2 separate regions of the Mus musculus genome follow, and region 1 is linked to region 2. A link is a contact called in public promoter capture Hi-C data. All regions are on one chromosome and are shown on one strand. The core of a region is the stretch at or near the end of the contact, and the rest is flanking DNA. Distances in the headings are between cores, read along the strand shown.

Evidence for each region. Promoter capture Hi-C pulls out the DNA fragments that hold promoters and counts their contacts.
Region 1: a promoter capture Hi-C map of pre-B cells shows a contact between it and region 2. The contact joins the promoter of Cfap45 here to the enhancer-like site in region 2. A contact is called at or near these places in 5 of 39 promoter capture datasets (the C10 cell line, the HPC-7 cell line, cranial neural crest and 2 more), 1 of 15 datasets of contacts at CTCF or cohesin (CD8 T cells), 1 of 484 Hi-C or Micro-C datasets (nephron progenitors), 6 of 115 datasets of contacts at active chromatin or transcription factors (the HPC-7 cell line, bone marrow-derived macrophages, embryonic stem cells and 2 more) and 3 of 9 other capture datasets (adipose tissue, liver and pancreatic islet).

The regions. Positions count from the first base shown.
Region 1 is chr1:172,519,857-172,522,851 of GRCm38.p6, forward strand. Cfap45 (cilia and flagella associated protein 45) reads left to right here and starts at 1,274. Exons shown (of 12, transcript NM_027972.1): 1 at 1,274-1,325. The coding sequence starts at 1,323.
Region 2 is chr1:172,432,656-172,435,553 of GRCm38.p6, forward strand. No RefSeq gene overlaps it. Among named protein-coding and RNA genes, the nearest start is that of Slamf9, 41 kb to the right of the region's middle. Within about 2 kb of position 1,311, at least 55 of the 459 cell types and tissues checked have an H3K27ac peak or open chromatin away from gene starts, as enhancers often do. A contact at or near this core is called in adipose tissue, heart atrium, intestinal villus epithelium and 2 more, where this site is marked.

The DNA of each region.
Region 1 (2,995 bases), core at 24-2,523, 87 kb after region 2:
GGGGATCGATTTCCTGATGGCTCACTTGTCACCCTCCTCTCCCTGCCTTTAACTGTTCCTGCGGTGTGGCAGGAAGAACACATCCTTTGTTTTGCAGTGCCCTCTTTTTGGCCTTACTTTGCTGTTTGGTGTGGGGGCTAATAACTGCCTAAGAGAGGTGTGGCTAGTAATTGGATTCCCAAGGAGATAAGAGTTGAGGAATCCTGGAAATGAGCTGCACAGCTTTTTGGATTAAGCAGCAGCGATGGCAGCAGAATAATCGGTGGTGGTGGCGGTGGTGGCGGTGGTGGCAGAAGATTGTCTCCCTTCCTCTACTACCTACTACTAGGGTTTGTCAACAGTTTTCCACACTTAGGTTGGAGTAAGGTTCTCTAAGACAAGTTTGGAGGGAGACTTGGGGGTCTGGAGAGACCAAGAGCTCAGAAAATAAACATCTGAGAAAGAAAAGCAATCCCTGGTTGGTAGGAGGTTTTGTGGGGTGTGGGATGTGCAGGATTCAAGGACTGCTCAGCCCTGTCCTGTAGATCTTACTAAGGTACAAGGGACCAAGGTGAAACTGTGAAAAATCTTAAATCCTGAAATTATTCCCAGGAGACGTGTTAAAAGCCAGGTTCCCCTAACTTCCTGCCATGGATTTTGACTTTGTTTAGGGTAGGACTTACATTTTGAGTTTGTTTATTTATTTAGTGAAATACATTGCTAAGCTGCCCAGGTTGGTTTTGAACTTCCTGTCTTAGACTCCTTGTATTTTCAGTTAAGTCCCTCAGATCTAAGCTTGTGAGACCGCATACGCATCTTCAGGGCTAGAAGTGTTCTTTGGTCTAGTCAGACTCCTTCCTACTGTGGAATGTGTTTGGTTTAATGCTGCTTGCCTCTCAGCAGCCTGAACTCTCATCAGGTTTGGTTTGAATCCTCCCGGAACCCGGTAGCGGTAACCATGGTAACCTAGGGTGGAAGGGTCTGTGAGGGTAAAACCAGGATCCTCGGCTTAGCTCTTGGGGTCTTGATAGTTGAGCCCTCCGGGACCCATGGAAAGTAGACCCTTTAAAGTCTGAACCTGGCTTGAACTGGGTTAAAAGCCAAAGTGGACATGATGGGCGTATCCAAAGGGCGCAACCTTCAAGAGCCTGGTTCCAGCTACTCTAGGGCGGGAAAAGGTTGAGGGAGGGGTTCCTGCTTCTAAACTACCTCGTGACTGCTCCAGGAATTGGGCGGGGCGAGGGCGGGTCTAAATCGCTGAGTGCTAGTTCTTGGGTTGCTATGGTAACGCGTCAGCTCCGGCGGAGCCGGTGGAGGTGCCTGCAGCTGAAGCGGCCGCAACGATGGTGAGGGTCTGGGTAGCTGTAGTTCTTGAGTCCTGAAGTGGTTTGGGGCTCTGAGAGGGAAAGGTGGAGCTTTCTCTAAGAGTCTGGGGAAGACAGGAAGTTCTGGGAGTGAGGACGGGACGACGGCTGGAAAGGAAGTCTCAAAAGACTGGTAGGGTTGAATGGGGGATGTGCTGCACCTTCTCCCCCATCCTCTTGAGCTGAGTCCTCTTGGGCTGTGACGTGAGATGTTGAGAAGAGCACCCGTTAGAAGACCATAACCAGCAGGGTGATCATGGGAAAGGCACCTAATGTTTCAGAAGAGCCTCTGTTCTCACTGCGTGGGAATGATTTGGGCACATCATAAGCATTAGTGAATGAATGAATGAATGAATGAATGAATGAATGAATGAATGAATGAGGCAGGGAATTCCTGGGGGAATGATTGGGATAAGTCTGCCAGTCCTGATATTCTTTGGATGGCGGCGGATGGTCATGGTCATAGACTGTGAAGACCAGCAGGGCCTCGCAGGAGCCTGTGTTGGCTCTGAAGTGTTAGGGGAGTCTGCGGACAGGTGTCGGGGCGTGTGGTTACTGGAACTTACTTGAAATGGCTGGCCACTTGGGTGGCTGAGGTGGATATCTGGGTTGTCTTGGTAGGCCTCCTTTAGTCTCAGTGTCTGTCTTGCTCTTACGGGATTTAGTGGGTTTCAGAAGAAGCTGGGTTCCGAACTTCTGAGGACTCCCTGGCGTGCAGGGATGGGGGTCCCTTTTGGCTGTACATTTTACTTAACTGTCTTCCCTCAGCACAGCAGTGTGTGTGTGTGTGTGTGTGTGTGTGTGTGTGTGTGTGTGAGAGAGAGAGAGAGAGAGAGAGATATGACCTGACACTATGCCTGGTACCAAAGGACAAGTGTTAGAGGTAAGTTCTTCTGTCCTGTGTTAAAGGTGCCTTTTTCCCTAGCATTCAAGGGAATGCTAATCTCTCCCAAGCCCAGAGATTCCCACCCAGAGACCACTCAGGACAAGAGTTTGCCAAACTTACTGACCCTAACTTACTGGAATTTTCCTTTGGATAGGAATGGGCATACAGACATGTCAGGGGGCAGTGGGTTTGAGTAATCACCAGCAAGCCAGGAGTGTGTGTATAGTGCTAATCACAGCTTTTTGTTTGAGAGCATGGAGGGATGAGAGGTGGTGGCAGCAGGGAGGCTCATAGACAAGCTTCCAGAACTCCCCCAAAGAAAAGGATCAATAGATCCTATGGAGGGAGAGGCTGGAGGCTCATCTTCAACCCTGGTGTCAAGTTACCGGGATATGTCACAGGTGGGCAGCCTGGTCCATTTAAAGAAAGAGGACAACCAGGTGGATCACTCATAGCGAGAGGCAAGAGACCTGATGTGAGGGAATCCCTCCTTTCCCATAGCCAAGTCTGTGGAGTGGGAAGTACTCCCAGGCCAAGAATCTGAAGCCGGACTTTGTCAGCCTGTGTTGACTCTGTGTGCGAAAGAGGAACTGGATCTGAGTGGGAAGGAACGTCTAAGAATGAGCAGCCTTTGTCTTTGTTCCCTTGACAGGTGGTGGTGTACTTACGTCAGGGAAACTCCACACCGACCTATTCCAGTCCCGGCTTGCCTTGTCTTGCTTGAGTTTAAGCCAAATCCCCTAGATCCTGTCATATACAGATACTT
Region 2 (2,898 bases), core at 61-2,560:
TGTAGCCTTGTATGGTCTGACAGGACCTGATGAGGGCTGGATGACTGTTGTATTTTAAGTGTTTGCAAGTGGAGTGAGGGATAGAGAACGGGCATGTGGGAGGAATGGGAAGAGGCCAGTGAGAGGGATCAGGGGGTAAGCACATTTGCGGCCAAGCCTGAGGAGCCGAACTTGATTTTCAGGACCTACATGGTAGGAGGAGAGAACCCTATGAATTGTCTTCTAGCTTCCACATGTGTGCTGTGGTGTGTGCATCCAAATAAACAGATAAATAAATAAATGCAGTGCAACTTTGTTTAAAGAGAGGAGTGTCAAGCGTAGGTATAGAAGGACAAAGGGAGAGGCTGCCATGCATGGTGCGCTGACATTTAAGAAGAGCTGTGGGGAGCGAGAAAGTCCCTGTGCTGAGAAATGGAAGCTACATTTATGACCGGGGGCTTCCGACTGGGTATTGCTGCCTACGTCTGAGATAAGTGTATTTCTTTATTTTCCCAGTCGTTCTGGGGACTAGTCTAGTCTGCTCTGTACAGCAGGCCTCCCTTATCAGTGGTTCCCCCTCTCGCCACCCCCACCCCCGTGATGATTTAAGTTATCTAAGGTCAAATGTCCAATGGAAAATTCCGTTGAAATAAATAGCTCTCAGGCTTTGAATTGCATGCTGCTTTGGGAATCGTGATGAAATCTCATGCCGCCTTGCTTCATCCTTCCCAGGTAGACTTCCCTCGTTGTCCGGGGTATCCATGCAGTATGCACTACCTTCCCATTGGCCACTTAGCCATCTTGTTTATAAGGTCAACTGAAGGTCTCACAGTGCTTGTGTTTAACTTCGTCTTACTGAGCAGTGGTCCTGAAGCACATGAGCAGTGATGCTGGCAATTCGGACACCACAAAGTGCAGCATCACAGGGCATCCTTTATGAGAGAGGGTGAGGATACAACGAGGTATTTTCGAGGGGCCACATTCACAGAATCTATGTGATAATATATTAATCGTTATATTTCATTATTAACTGCTAACCTCTTACTGGGCCTAATTTAGAAATTAAATGTAATCACAGGTATGTACAGTATGATCTCTGGCCTCGGACTTCTATCTCCTGGGGGCGGGGGCAGTTTTAGAACACAGCCCATGGGTAGAAGAGCAAAGCCCTCTGGGAAATTGCTGCTTTGGTGAGTGAAGTTACAGGTCCAGCATCCCCTCACCTCAGAGAAAGAATAAAATTGTTATGAGAAGCCATTGAAGCATAAAGACTGAGAATTCAGCGACAGAAGTCATAGCTAAAAATAAGCAGAGGAAATATAAAAGTCCCCAGAGAAAAAGACTCAGTGAGGAGGACCCTGAGTGTGCTACTCCGGTTGGGGTGGGGATTGGGTAGGCGTTCTGAGTTATAGAGAACAATAATCAAAGAAGGATGACTGACAGAGCTAGGCATTGAAGATAGTGGGGGGTGGGAGTGGAGCTTGGGGGTGTGTGTGTGTGGGGGTGCTATACCCTCGCAGTCAGGAGGCTGAGGCAGGATAGTTGGGAGTTCAAAGCTAGCCTGAGCTATATAGTGACATCCTGTCGCAAAAAAGCTAAGAAAACAAACAACCCCTCCCCAACCTAAAAACAACAACAAAAAATAATAAAAACAACCAAGAAAACAAACCAGAAGGCTGAGTAGCTCAAAGGCGAAATTCTAGGTTGTAACTGTATGCTTTATTTTCTGGTTGTTGTTAAGGAACAGGGTATAAAACAGGCCGTGGCTGGTTCATATATGGCCACAGATAGTCGACCTACAGCCTTTGCAGCAAGCAACGGAAGAGTCAAACCAGCTTTGCTGCATTAATGGGCACAAGAAAGCCAGGACTCAGCTAAAAATAGCATTTCTCCAAGGTTTGGCCTCGGTTTCTAAGACAGGACCGACCAGGGAAAGTGAAATATGTTCCTGGAGACAGTCCCCTAGGTACTTCCGGTTAGCCTGCCTCCAGCTTCCCAGACCAGCAATTTTATCAGTCTTAGTTCTTGTTGCTCTGACCAAGGGCTGCTCTATGTGATTTATACGTGATATCCATTTATTTCTCAACGTTCCATAGAGGGGAAGCCTGGGGGCCGAGTGTGGCACCGCTGTGTTCCAATGAGGACAGTGGAAGAGTCCCCCACCCCCAACGGCCCTCTCCCCTGCAACCCCCCAGCTTCTAAGAAAGGTACTAGCTCCATTTATGATGGCTCTATCACCAGGGTCTGATTGCTTCCTATAGGCTCAACTTTCAAACACTGTAAGATTAAGGTTTTAACATACAAAGTTGAGGACAGCTGGGTTGGGGGAGATGGACAAACATTTAGTCCCTGACAGAGAGCGCAGAAACACTCCCACAAACTATGAAGCTTCCCTAGTCTCTTTCCTAGTCTCTTCCTGCCGCAGAATCTTCCAAATGCAATTGATGACTCCTCTCCCTGCTAGTAGCAAGCCCAGAGTAGATGGTCATGTGGTTTGAATAGGAATGGCCCTCATAGATTCCTGGGTATGAATGTGTGATCCATAGAGAGGGGCAGTATTAGGAGGTGTGGCCTTGTAGGGGTGGGTGTGGCTTTGCTGGAGAAAATGTGTCACCATGGGGGGCGGGGGGAGGCTTGAGGTCTCATATATCCTCCTGCTGCTGGCTGCAGATCAAGAACTCTAGGCTGCTCCAGCACCATATCTGCCTGCGGGTCACTTTGCTTGCACCACGATGATAAGGACCGAACTTTTGAAACTGTAAGCCAGCCCCAATTAAATCTTTTCCTTTATAAGAGTTGGCTTGGTCATGGTGTCTCATCACAGCAATAGAAACCCTAAGACAGATGGTTTCTGGTTATCTGGGTAATCTTTGTTTATTTTTACAGTATCTTTGGCTTTTAAGGCAGACAGGTATGTTA